2 separate regions of the Monodelphis domestica genome follow, and region 2 is linked to region 1. The links are chromatin contacts, called in public Hi-C maps. All regions are on one chromosome and are shown on one strand. Each heading gives the region's core, a stretch centred on a gene start, on an enhancer-like site or on the middle of the called end of the contact. The rest is flanking DNA. Distances are from core to core; before and after follow the strand shown.

Evidence for each region. Hi-C and Micro-C count contacts between places; a contact is called where the count stands out from the background.
Region 2: a Hi-C map of limb shows a contact between it and region 1, with 4 times the contacts expected there. The contact joins the enhancer-like site here to the promoter of ARID1A in region 1. A contact is called at or near these places in 2 of 2 Hi-C or Micro-C datasets (limb and spleen and liver).

Annotation. Positions count from the first base shown.
Region 1 is chr4:379,497,238-379,504,037 of mMonDom1.pri, reverse strand. ARID1A (AT-rich interaction domain 1A) reads left to right here and starts at 4,304. Exons shown (of 20, transcript XM_007491373.3): 1 at 4,304-6,309. The coding sequence starts at 5,122.
Region 2 is chr4:379,612,172-379,618,887 of mMonDom1.pri, reverse strand. The region is part of intron 1 of LOC103101468 (a long non-coding RNA gene); the gene reads left to right. Among named protein-coding and RNA genes, the nearest start is that of ARID1A, 120 kb to the right of the region's middle. Within about 2 kb of position 2,172, at least 2 of the 2 cell types and tissues checked have open chromatin away from gene starts, as enhancers often do. A contact at or near this core is called in limb, where this site is marked.

The sequences.
Region 1 (6,800 bases), core at 3,055-5,554:
GTGGGAAAAGTGTGCAGGGGGAGAACTCAGTGCTTGGGTCATTCCCCTTTATTGCTAGAACCGAACCCGACAAAAGCCCCTCTTGGGTCTGAAAGACGTGATCTGCCCTTTGGTGGGGGGAGGAGGGAAGGAGAAAAGAGCCAACCCCAAAAATTATCTTAGAGTTGTTTGTTCAAACATTCAAAGGAGACTGGGAAATGCATCTGCTGAAGGAGCTCTGATGTTCCTTGCAGGCGCTTCCCTCTCCTTCAGCCAGCCTCCACATCTCTGTGCCACATTTTGCAGCTAACTCTGGATTATAATAGGTTGCTCTCTTGTTCTTGGGTCTAGTCCATGTATCCCAACACACTATGCGCCTTAGTAAAAGGAGAGAACGTTCTCCCCTTTCTCCAATCTGTGTGTCCTTGTTCAGTCTTTTTCCCTGGGACGGGGGAAGTACGGCAATTACCACTTACCCCTTCCACCCCCACCCCTCCAACTCTGCCTGATCCCCTAGGCTCTAGATCCAGTCCACGTTTGCCGTGTGCTGTGTGGTTGGGGATAATGATAAGAACTCTCTTGTGAGTGAGGAGAGATAGAGACAGAGACAGAGAAAGGGAGGAGAAAAGGGAGGAGAGACCCAGAAGAGTAGAGACAGAGAGGGAGGAGAGAAGAGGAAGGAAAGAGAGGGAGGAGAAAGGGGGGAGGAGGGAGGGAAAAGATAGGGAGGGGGAGAGGGGAAAGAGGGAGAAGAAAGGAAGGGGGGAAGGGAGAGAGAGAGAGAGAGAGAGAGAGAGAGAGAGAGAGAGAGAGAGAGAGAGAGAGAGAGAGAGAGAGAGGAGAGAGAGAGAGAGAGAGAGAGAGAGAGAGAGAGACTTTAGTCCGGTTTCCATGTCAACGATTCAGTCCACATTTGCCATCAGGCTGCTGCTGGCAGAGGCACTTTCCAAGAGAGCCTCTGTGTCCTGGTCCAAGCCTTTCAATCTATACCGGGTTTCCTGGGCTGCCAGGTTGCCGGGTTAAATGGCAAGGGCCGTGGAGGAAAGAGACTCCACCAGGGGGAGGACCCACAGTCCCCACCCAAGGATCTCACAGCCTGGGCCAGCCCGGGGACTGGGATCCCTGGGCAAGCCACGTGCCCAGCTAGTCTCCCCCTATTTCCCAGCTGCCATTGCCCCTAGTGAGGGCGGCTGGACCAGTTACAAAGAAAGTTGCCTCAAGTCTCTGGCATGCCTTTCTGGGTTGGTGGGTGCTGGGCTGAGGGGAAGGCAGTTCAAGGTGGAGGCTTTCCATCCCCACTACCCCCCAAACCCTTTGGGATGAAATGTGGGAGGGGAAAAAAAACTTGATTTGTCATCTGCTAACCCAGCTGAATGGACTTTCTCTGCCGCCTGTCTCCTCACTGGGTAAAATGGTGGTTGTTTTTAATACAGAGCACCCACACGTGCAGGATCGATGTGGAAAGAAGTATGTTGGAGCTAGTGCTGTATTTCACAGCCACTAGGCAAATGGGGAGGGCCTAATTTGGAAGAAAATCCTTTCTGGGTTCCAGATTCTCATTCAGTTCCAGATTTCTCCTTATACCACAGCTCTCTGTAAAGAAAACAGCAGGGTAATTGCATGTAAAAATTCCTCATTTGTGTGCAGGACTCTGGACTGTTTGCCAGCTTTGAGGCACTTGATTAAATAGCCAAGCTCCCTTTATGAGGCAGCCTGTAATTTGGTTTCTAGGACCTCATGCATCAAGAGATTTGTAGCCCCTGAGGACTCCAAGTGAAATGAGGGCACTGGCCCACTCCAGTCAGTTTTCCAAATCTGTTTTGGAGGCCATTTGGTTGCTTAGGATTTTTAAAAAAGTAAATAAAAATATAATAAATGCCAGAGGTTTCTTTGAACCGAGGGCTTAAGCCTCATTTGTCACTCTTAGATTCATCAGAGTATTAGAATTCTTCTAATCTCCTTTGTGAAGGATAGTCTAGACTGTTTTGATTTTTATAATTCACTGTAGTCACCAGGGAATTAATTGGCCAAGATCCCTGGGGACCAGCAGAAGTTGGGACAAATAAAAAGTAAAGGGATACTTTAGCTCTTAAATGTCACTCCTCCCCCCCCATTTTTTTTTTTAGCTCTAGAACTATCTCTGAAATGGTAGAGATTACCCTGCTAGGGTTTCAGGTGGCCTAGGTGCTTCAGATATGTCATAATGTAGTTGGAGAGTTGATAGCAAAAAGAGAAGGTGGGAGTGGAGAAGAAGCCTTTTTCTGTTGAAGGACATCAAGGCCTCCATTATTTAGACAGGTGCCACATCAGTTGGTTTTAGTGTCCAACTAAAGTTTTCAGTGCTTTTTTGTTGGAAAGTACAAATATGAGATTTAGAGCTCTCCCAGATTCCTTCCCTTTCCCAAAGACAGGCTCAATGTTGGCTAACCTATATACAGCTCTCTTGCCAATATAGGAGAATACTAGACCCTGGTAGGGATGTTCAGTGGGATAAGGATCATAGGTGTAAAACTAGGAGGAACCTCAGAGGTCAGAGTCTAACCCCTTCATTTTATAGATCAGGAATCCAAAGCCTGAGCAAGTTGTGATGTACCTAGGGTCACAAAGCATGTGAATAATCAGAGTTTACATCTGAACTCAGGTCCAGTGACTCCAGAGTTAGTGTTTTTCCAGTGTTCAATGCTGCCTCCCTAAGACATATGCCCTGACCCCAGGAAGCATACAATTTTACAAGTCTCATTTCTAGGTTGGAATCACTTTTTGTTCCCTAAATTTGACCTGATAAAGATGTAATTGCAAAGCAACAGTGTTTATATCATGAGGAGCAGAAAGTCTAACAAAGAATCTTTTAAAAATGAGCTCTGCTGATGAATTCTTCTAGGAGCCTATAAAACCCTGTAGTCCGTGAGCTTCTTCTTTTATAAAACCTGGGTATGGAAGAGGGGCCTAGGGTGTCTGGTGACACTAGACAAGGTCTCTCAAAAGGCAGATTCCAGTGCTGTTGGTGTGCTGGAATCCTCTCTGGTTTTCATAGCCTGTCAGGACAGAGCAAAACAATGAGGCCTCCTTCAAAGAACATTCCAAGACAGAGAAGCTGCTCTGGGTTAGATGGGCCAGTTTCACACATAGAGGATCAAGTATAAGAGCAGAATCAAAGTATATTTCTCTGTGGCTGGTTCACTCTAGATTTGTTAGTTGGGCCAGGGAATGCCAGGTTTGGGGTTCTCAATTCTTTTTCATTGTGCAATTGAAAGTCTTTGCAATGTGGAATTGGAGGTTCAAGTCTAGCAGCATTCATTGTCCTGGCAGCCTGAAATACTGATTGCATTGGATCAGGTGGGTTCTAGGTTGCTCAGTACAATTCTTCCAAGTTTGCAGAAAAAGGTTCCTGTTCCCCTTTATCCTAGATGAAGGTTTACAACTCTCAGGTCCTTTCTAGCATAGAAACTGCTGGTCCAACATTTTTAGTCGCATAGTCCTTGCCTTTTGAGAGGGGGGAATTGGGGACACAATTGTCTAGAGAGGCAGGAATGAGGCTCCAGGTCCTTATTACCCCTAGAGTCCCTAGTGGCCACCAAAGCTGTCCTGGTGCTAACCATTTTAGGTCAGTATCAGGCCTTTCGCTTTGATCCGAAACTCATTTTGATCCTATTGTTCTGTTTGTCCATAAATTGACAGACATTTTTTTTACCTAAAGGCTAAGCAAGCCTGGCCCTGGAGCCCCAGCCCTGGGGCCCAGTATTTTATTTTTTTATTAATGCGGTCTTCCCAGCCCTGACTTTGAGTGACCTGGGGGGGATCCATTCCCCTCTGGCCTTTCAATTCCGTAAAATGGGGATAATCTGGCCCCCATGCCCCCGGGGCCTTGTCGGAAGGCTAAAGAGCTAGGGAAATCGGCAAAATGGAAAGTATCTGCCAGCTGAACAATGATCTCTCTCCTCCAAAGGGGGAAACTCCCGGCACGGCTCACTAAGCTGGGGCTTTCTTTCGGGTTTGTGAAGGGAAAGGAAAAAGAAAAGTGCTCCGGAGGGGCCAGGCGGCTGCTCGGAGTCGGTCCCGGGGGCCCGGGAGCCGCGGACTAACTGCAGTCAGGAAAGCCGGGGGGCCCGGGCCAGTTTGGCCTCGGCGGGTAAAGTTCACGCTGCCTGCTCCCCTCGGTGCGGCCGGGGAGGGGAGGGGAGGAGGAGACGTGAAGAGGAGAGAAGAAGGAGGCGGGGCGGGCTCCGGAGGAGGAACAGCTCCGTTCCGGGTTTTCCCCGGCGCCGTCGGTGGCGGCGCTGCTGAGTGCGGGGAAGGGGCCCGGGGCCTGGTGCCGCCGCTGCTACTGCTGCCGCCTCTCGCCTCCCTCCTCCTTTGTGAGGGGCCCGGAGGAGAGTTCGTTCCTAGGCCTGTACTCCACTCCGAGTTTGCCAGGAGGCCGCGGCGGCGCTGGGTAAAATGGCAGTGCTGAGCCTCGTGTCGGAGTGAGGGGGACTCGGAGGAGAGTGGGGGAGCTCCAGCCGCTCAGTCCGGCCGTCCGCCCGCCCCGCAGCAGCCCCGGCCCCGAGCAGCCGCCCCGGAGGCAGGGGCAGCGGCCCGGCCCACCCCTCCCTAGTCCGCTGCCCGCACGGCGCCCCGGCTGCCGCCGCCGCTGCTGCCGCCTCCCGCCTGTCCCGGGTCCCCCTCCCCCCCTGCTCCCTCCCTCCCTCCCCTCTCCCCGATCCCCCTCCCCCTCCCTCCTCCTTTCTCCGGCAGCAGAAAGCGGAGAGTCACAGCGGGGCCAGGCCCTGGGGAGCGGAGCCTCCACCGCCCCCCTCATTCCCAGGCCAGGGCTTGGGGGAATGAGCCGGGGGACCCGGGCACCGAGCCCCCAGAGCCAGGAGCAGCTGAGCCGCCGGCGCCCCCTCGGCCGCCGCCGCCTCCTCCTCCTCCTCCTCCGCCGCCGCCGCCGCCAGCCCGGAGCCTGAGCCGGCGGGGCGGGGGGGAGAGAGAGGAGCTGAGCGAGCGAGAGCCCGAGTGAGAGCCCGAGCCGCGCCAGCAGCCGAGGCCCGCCCGGCGGGTGGGGAGGGGAGCCCGGGGGACTCGGCCCCGGGGTGGGGGGGAGCAGCAGGAGGAGACAGGCCCGGGTCGGGGCGCTCGGCGGCGGAGGAGACAGCGGGGATCATGGCCGCGCAGGTCGCCCCCGCCACCGCCAGCAGCCTGGGCAACCCGCCGCCGCCGCCCTCGGAGCTGAAGAAAGCGGAGCAGCAGCAGCAGCGAGAGGAGGCGGGGGGCGAGGCGGCGGCGGCGGCGGAGCAGCAACGCGGGGAGATGAAGGCAGCGGCCGGCGGCCCGGAAAGCGAGGGCCCCGCTGGGGGGCCGCCGCCGTCGCTCGGCAAGGAGCTCCAGGACGGGGCCGAGAGCAACGGGGGCGGCGGCGGCGGAGCCGGCGCGGAGCCGGACCTCAAGAACTCCAACGGGAACGCAGGGCCCAGGCCCGCCCTGAACAATAACCTCTCGGAGCCGCCCGGCGGCGGTGGCGGCGGCGGCGGCGGCGGCAGCAGCAGCAGCGACGGGGTGGGGGCGCCGCCGCCGCCGCCTCCTCACTCGGCCGCCACTGCGGCCGCCCTGCCGCCCCCTGCCTACGGCTTCGGGCAGCCGTACGGCCGGAGCCCGTCGGCCGTGGCCGCCGCCGCCGCCGTGGCCGCCGCTGTCTTCCACCAACATGGCGGACAACAAAGCCCTGGCCTGGCAGCGCTGCAGAGCGGCGGCGGAGGCGGCGGTGGCGGCCTGGAGCCCTACGCGGGGCCCCCTCAGAACTCGCACGGAGACCACGGCTTTCCCAACCACCAGTACAACTCCTACTACCCCAACCGCAGCGCCTACCCGCCGCCTCCCCAGGCCTACGCGCTGGGCTCCCCGAGAGGCGGCGCCCCGGGCCCGGCCTCGGCCGCCGCCGGCTCCAAGCCGCCCCCCGCGTCCAGCGCTTCGGCCTCGGCCGCAGCTGCCGCCGCCGCCGCCGCCGCGTCTTTCCCTCCGCAGCGCTTCGGGGCCATGGGCGGAGGAGGCCCCGCGGCTACCGGCGGGGGCACTCCGCAGCCCACAGCCACCCCCACCCTCAACCAGCTGCTCACGTCGCCCAGCTCGGCCCGGGGCTATCCGGGCTACCCCGGCAGCGACTACGGCGGGGGCGGGCCCCAGGACGGGGGCGCCACCAAGGGCCCCGCGGACTTAGCCTCGCAATATGCGGGCAGCGGCCAGGCCTGGGGGTCGGCCGCCTCGGGAGCCGGCCAACAAAGGAGTCACCACGCGCCCATGAGCCCCGGGAGCAGCAGCGGCGGCGCCGGGCAGCCGCTCACCCGGACCCCGCAGGTAAAGGGAGCGCTCCGAGGGGGAGGCAGCCGGGGTGGGGGACGAGGGAGCCACCAGCCGGGGCGGGGGGCAGAGGGAGCGCCGGGGCCCCCGGCCCGCCCAGGCCCACCCGGCTGGGGAGCTGCCATTGTCTCACTCTTCTCTCCTAAAATGGCTGCCTTGCTGCCTTCCTCGCCTGGGCTCCTCAGCCTTTGTGTAGGGCTTCCCAGAGAGCCGTCTCGGGGGCTTTCTCCCACCCTCTGCCGCCCCTGCCTTTGGGGCTAGAGATGCGGGCTTTTGGGAGGGCTTGGGGGAGAGAGAAGGGGACGGGCCTGGCCCAGGGTCAGGGGGGCATCGTGTGCTTCTGTTGGGGTTTGGGGTGTAGCCCCTAGTAGTCTCTGTGGAGCCTCCAGGGGAGCTCCCCTTTTCACCACCCTCCGAGTGGGGGTCAGCTCGAGGCAGCCCCTTCCCCCTATTGATCTTGGGCCCAGGGGGGCCCCCTTTCCCCCCAG
Region 2 (6,716 bases), core at 923-3,422, 120 kb before region 1:
ACAAAGAAAGTAATTAGGCCGACTTAACTATGTTCAGCAAACCATACTGAAACCCTCAGTACCTTAAGCTAAATAAAACTCAACTTTCTTGGTCAAAACCTTTTTTCTTCAGATAAGTTATCCCTGTGTAGAAATGATTTTTGGTACAGCATTGATGAATTTCGTTTTTTCCCCTAAAACAGTATGGGGAAATGGCCTATATCTGCTTGTGTTTAGGAAGAAACGGAAACTAAACTGGATAGAGCTAAGAAGAGGGGGCAGACAAGCATGGCAAACAGGCAGATTTCGCATAAAACGCCCTTGTGTTCTGTTCCAGAGAAAAGATAACTAGTGACACCCGGCTTGGGGATTTCATCCTGCACTGGATCAAATGAGGAACATAATAAGGTCTAATTAGGGTAGAGCTGTTAGTGCCTGTTTATGAGGCCTGGCAGCAATTTGTTCGAACACCCCTCATTCGGAGAAATTGGTGATCTGGCAGCCAGAGCCCTGGCTGCCCGGAACATTTGGCACACGAGGTTCCAGCCTGGATCTCAAGCGTTCCGAAATCGAGAAAACGTGGCTCGATGTTGTAACACGGTTCTTCCCCGCCCGCCCTCCAGAGCCCTGGCCTGCGGCGCCCGTGGGGGTGCAGGCACAACTCTTCCAGAAAAGTTCTTGGAAGCCTTGGGACCACGTGGGCCCGGGAGGCGCCGAGCGCACCGGCCCGACCCAGACGACCCAGTGTCCGCGCGGGCGCTTCCCTCCCCGGGAAAGGGTAGCATCGGCCGAACGTCCCCCAGCCCCACTTCCTGTTGTTTAGAGCGAGGGGAAGGTCACCGTACTAAGTGAGGCGGGGAGGGGCTTAGCCACGGCCTGAGAGCGTGACACCCCACCCCCGCCGGGTAGCACGTTGGCCCCGCGGGGCTCCTCTGACGCAACTTTTGGGGTTTTCTTACAGGAAATCGGTAACTTCAGGGGTTGCTCCCAAACGTTAAAAACCCACGGTTCGGCGCCTAGCCCTCCTCCCCTGAGGCGGGAGCCACGCAGCGTCGCCGCGGAGGCGCACGAGGACCCTCGCACGGCGGCAGCGGGGCGAGCCAGGCTCCCAGGGCGGGGCGCGCCGAGTCTACCAGCAGGGGGCAGCAGTAGGAGCCTGTTGTTCCCGCTCGCAGAGAGCGTGGAGCGAGGCGGGGGCGGGAAGGCTAGGCGGGGAGGGGGGGGTGATCTGCCGCGCAGGGGCAGGGGAAGCTGAGCCGAACCGCCCTTCCCGGCCCCGCTCCCCCGACTTCAGGAGGCGGGAGTTTCCAGGAAGGTCTCTGAGCTCACTCTCCCGAGCGCACGCACGCGGCGTGCTGCGCGTCAAGTAGTCCCTCCAGTCCGCACTGAGAGAGGAGAGAGGTGCGCTCCCGAGCATGGACACCGGGGTTTGTCCCCAGGTGCGGGGGTGCGGAAGAATAGACCGTACTTGGGAGGATGGGGCTGTAGTGGTCCTCCCCGCCACATCTTTCTCTCAAAGGAAGTGAGGCATGGGGGAAGCGGAACAAGTCCCGGCGGAGGTGGCGGAAGAGTCCGAGTACGTTCGAGGAGAATTTAGAGTTTAAAGTGGGCGGGAAAACCCGGAGCGGATTCTTTCCCTACTACTTACCCAGGGAACTCCCTCCTCCCACACCCATTTCCCCAATTCCTCTAGGTGGGAAGACCGTAGGGGGAAAGAAAAGCCACGGGGGAGACTGGTTTTACCTAGAAGTCCTCCCCATCCCCGCCCCAACAATTCGCGGAGGAACCCGGTGGTGAGCTGCCTCAGGCACCTCCTCCGTCTGGAGGGGGCGGGGCGAAGCGAGGAGGGGCGGGCCGACCTGGCTCCTCCTGCTCTTTCCCCTCCTAGAGTCCGCTCAGCCCTAGGCTCAGCCCGCCCGCCCGCGCGCTCGATAGCTCGCGCGCCGGCTCCTCCGGGCGTTGCTCGGGATCGAGCTCTCGCGGGTTTCCCGCCCCTTCCTGAGCGCGTTCCCCTCCCCCTCCTCCCTTCCCCCAGTTCCAACGTTCTTTCAACCGTCACCTCCGAGCCTGCCCTACCCCCAGCGCGGCGGCCCCGCCCCGCCCAACCCTTCCCTCCCCCGGGCTGGGGCAGAGCCCGCTCGGCTGGTCCCAGGCCTCTCCTCGCCCGCCTGTTCTCTAACCCCTTCACCCCGGCTCGGCTCCGCCCCGCCCCGCCTTGCCTTGCCTTGCCTTGCCTTGCCTTGCCTTGCCTTGCCTTGCCTTGCCTTGCCTTGCCTTTCTCCTCCCGCTCGGGCCGAGCCTCTTTAGACAGGCCACCCTCTCGGCTCTCCCGAAGCCCTAGTCTTGAAACCTCCCTCAGCCCTTCTCCAGAGGGGGGAGGGGGAGGCTCCCCATACCTGCCCATTTTCCAGAAGAGGAAACTGAGGCTTCTTGGTGCCTTCCAAGCAGACCCTGGTTCCTAGGGATAAACAGCTCTACAATCCAGCCTCTTTATTTAAAATAATTCATCCCCCTCTCTTAGGTACTTAGTGGAAAGGGGATGAGATGTTGGAAGGGAAGCCCTGGGTTTCAGTTCCCCAGCCACTCTCAGCCTGGGAGACCTTGGGGCAGTTGGACCCCACCTTATCTTTATACCCCAGGTTTCCCAGATTCCTAGGGCCTTCTTGGACCAGGTGACTAATGATGCCTCTTGTCGCTGTAGCCCTACCTGTGTGACCTTGGGGACGCCCCTTATCCTTTGGGTCTTAATTTCTTCATTTGCTAAATCCAAAGGTTGCCCTAGAGGACCCTTTTCAGATCTCTTCCAGCTATAAGTCCTCTGACTCCATGACTAAACCAGTGAGCCAGCCCACTCAGAAAAGGCCATTGGAGGGTTCAGCCCAAGTCAACCCTGAAAGGAAATTGCTATGTCAGAAGATAGGCCAAGTCTTAATCTTAGCTGGCATGGTGTGTTGAAGGTGATGCATTTTGTTTGTTCAATATGAGGTCGTTTGTTTTTCCATGTGTGTCATGTTTTCTGTTTCACAGACTTCCTTTTTCTTTTCTCCCTTAGACTCTTGAAATACAAATTCTCTGTTAAACTCCTCCAAATAGTGTTTAGATTTTTTTTAATGATTTTTATGGGAATTTGATTCTTATTTTTAAAAATTAGAAGGACCCCCCCTCCCCACACACCCCATTTTAAGTACAAGAGATCTTTTGTTAATCTGGGAGGTATTATTTTCCTGAATTAGTTTCCCTCCCCAAAGCTATGGCTCAGTCTGGAAGCACAGTTCTTTTGGTGTGCTTCAGCATTGATTAAAGTCATGTACAAGTTAATGAGAGGCTTGCAAGGGATGTGAAGCGAGAGAATCTTGAAGGAGGAGGCCGGCTGTTCCCTTTTTTATATACCACAAACTTGTAAACTGTAACTGAAGGTAGATACAGTATCACATGTGTGATGCAGCAAATTTGTGTAATTGTATCAATATTGGGTACTCTTTAATTCTAGGTAATTTATTCCAAGTATAGAAAATTTAAACCTGAGATTCGTTTGTAAAGCTTTTAAATATTATAGTTCTTTACTGAAAGTATCCTCATATGGTTTGATGGGCCGATTTCCCTTAAATCTAAGGAAGAGTACCACAAAGAAGCAATACAGTTTTTGTTATAATAATAGGGATAGGGACTGAACAATTTCAATTTGGGGAATTCCAAAGTGAGGAAATTCCCTATACCAATGTCTCTCCAATTTAAATACTTGCAAAGGGTCACATAGCCAATGTGTGTTAAATGAAAGATTTGAACCCAGGTGACTTCTAGTAGCTGACTATCCACTGTGTCTTCTCAAAGTGTCTCTCATATATATAACCTTTTGTTAAATGAACCAGAGGTTTTACACCTTCACATTTTCTAATTACAAAAAAAAAAGCTTGAGCACCTACTATATACACCCAGAAATTCAATATTTATGCACTTAACTAGGTACAGAGATCTATGCCAGTACCTGGGAAATACAAAGTCAGATAAAACATGAGCCTTGTCTTCTTGGTGTTTGACAATTAAGATACAAAAACAGTTTTTATCAAGCTTTTATTATAATGACCTACTATGTGCAAAAGTCATTGCTAGAGCTAAGGATGCATTGACAATAGGAAATACAGTTCTTTTCTCAATTGTAAAAATGAGTGAATTAGATTGTTGTTCAGTCATTTCAGTCATATCAGACCCTTTGGAACCCCATTTTGGGTTTTCTTGCCAAAGAAAATATACTGGAGAGGTTTGCCATTTTTAACTCTAGCTCACTTTACAGATGAAGAAGCTGAGGCAAATAAGGTTAAATGACTTGTCCAGGGGCACATGACTAGTGTCTGAGATTGGATTTGAATTTACAAAGTGAAGTCTTCCTAACTTCAGACTTTAGCATATTCTCTACTGCACTACCTAGCTGCCTTGTGGATTAAATTAGATTACCTCTATGACCCCTTTCCTCAAGAAGTAATATTACTAGATAAATGTTTTAGAGGTACCAAACTGTGTATTGTGTAAGCATTACCCCTTCCTGTCCCAGGCTGTTATGGTAACTGATGGGGTGGGATTGGGGGAGAGAATCAGGGAAGGCTTCATGAAGGAAGAATTTCAGTGGGATTTAGGAAGTCAGAAGATAAAATGGACATAGAAGAACCTTGTAAAGCATAAGCAATAGCCCCTAAAAGGCATAGAGATAAGAAAGACATGTTAAGAACACATTTTGATTGGAGTTTGTTGAAGGAAATAATAGAAGAGAAATCTGGAAAGGTACAATGGCTCCTGCATTGTGGATGGCGGCAGAGGGGATCTGAAGGTGTACAAAAAGATCTGGCAGGGATGGTCAGACCTTTTTTCTCATAAAAATGAACATTATTTTCAGGTCATTTAAATGAATGTGGTATCTTAATAGTTTAAAAATGGAATTCATTTTGGCTCACAGGCATCCAGATACTTGGTATCAAGGGAAAGTTGAGAGGAAAGTAGAAAGAACAGCTATTCTAAATGGAAAAAAACAGGATATTAGTGCTATGGAGAAGGGGAAAGAAAGAGAGCATGGAGAACCAATATTGAAATATAAAACTATAAAATGTGAAGGAAATGACTATAGTAAATATTGAAAAGGGGTTCCTAATGCATGTTCAGAATCTCCACCCAAAGAACCTGGGGAGCCTGCTTCTGAGAGAATTCTAATGAATAGCAAGGGAGAAGAACATGAGCCTTGGAGAGACTGTGGAAAAGGTGCCCACATTCCCATAACTAGTTCTGGTTGACTCCGTACTTGAAGAGCTTCTCCCCCCCCCCCATCTACTACATATTTACAACTATCAAAATCATATTTACAACTATCAACATCTTCAGGAAGTCCCATCACAATCATTTTGCCTTTTCACTTCTTGGGTATCATGGTGACTCTTTCACCCAAGGCATTCAGTGAAGGAAGTAGAATCTCTGGTGTTAAGAGTTTTGAAAGTCTGGGGGAATAACTCATACAAATTTAGGAATTGGAGCCCAAGCTGGATATTGCAACCAACTTAGCATCAATGCATCCTGAGGAACAAGAAGCATGTTTCAAAAGGACCTTGTAGTTCCCTGCCCAGTTGAAGCTGGGATGATGATGCCTTCTTTCCACTACCTTTGGACTTGAATTTAATATGATCAATGCTGTGTAGAAACTGAGCAAAATTGAGCAGACTCCATTCTTCCTATCTTAGCATTTAAGTGGCATGGTAGATAGAATACTAGAGTTAGGAAGATTTGAATTAAAATCTGGCCTCAGGCACTAGAAGTATGACCCTGGGCAAGTCACTTAACCTCTGTCTCATTTTTCTTAACTGTAAAGTGGGGATAATAGCATTTGCTTCATAGGGTTCTTACAGGATCAAATGAGACTTTTGTATAATGCTTAGCACAGTATCTGGTATGCAGTAACCATTATATGAATGCCTATTCCCTCCCCCACTTCTATTAGAAAATGTTTGTACTTTGTTTTTACTTTGAGGTAAATATCCCTTTGTAAAAGCTTCCTAATATTAAATGATTAAATGGACCTGGGGTGCTGAGCATTGGCACCCTAACAATAGAAGGAACATATTCAAGATTATCTGAAAGGTAGCTGGAGGTGTGAGATTGGAGGTCAGTAGAGCGGTTAGGGCAGGATTGATAGATTTGAGAATCATTGATATAGAGATGGTAATTAAATCTTTGGGAGCTGACAAGACCACCAAATGAAGTAATTCAAAGAAAGAAGAGAAAAGGCCTAAGGACAGTGGGGTACCTACCTTTAGTGGTCATTATCAGGATGAGGATCCAGCAAAGAAGGCTGAGAAAGAGCTGTCTGATAGGAAGAGAATCCAAAACATTTAGAAAAAAAATAACAAAGAAAAGAGGGTATTCAATGATGTCAAAGGTTACAGAAAGGTTGGGCATGAGGATTCAGAAAAGTATTGGATTTGACAAGAGATCATTGGTAACTTTAAAGATAACAGTTTTGATAGAATGATGAAATTCTAGGAAATTAGGAAAAAATAAGAGAGAAAGTAGAAGCAATATTAGCCACAGAGGGCAGAAGAGATATTAGGACAATAGCAGGGATGAAAAGATTTGAGGATGGAGAGAATATGGCATGTTTGTAAGCAGTAGAGAAAGAACCAGAAGTTAGGAGAGATAGAAGATAAGGGATAGAGTGGTGATGACAGAGGGGGAATCTGTTGGAGAATTTTTTTTTTTAG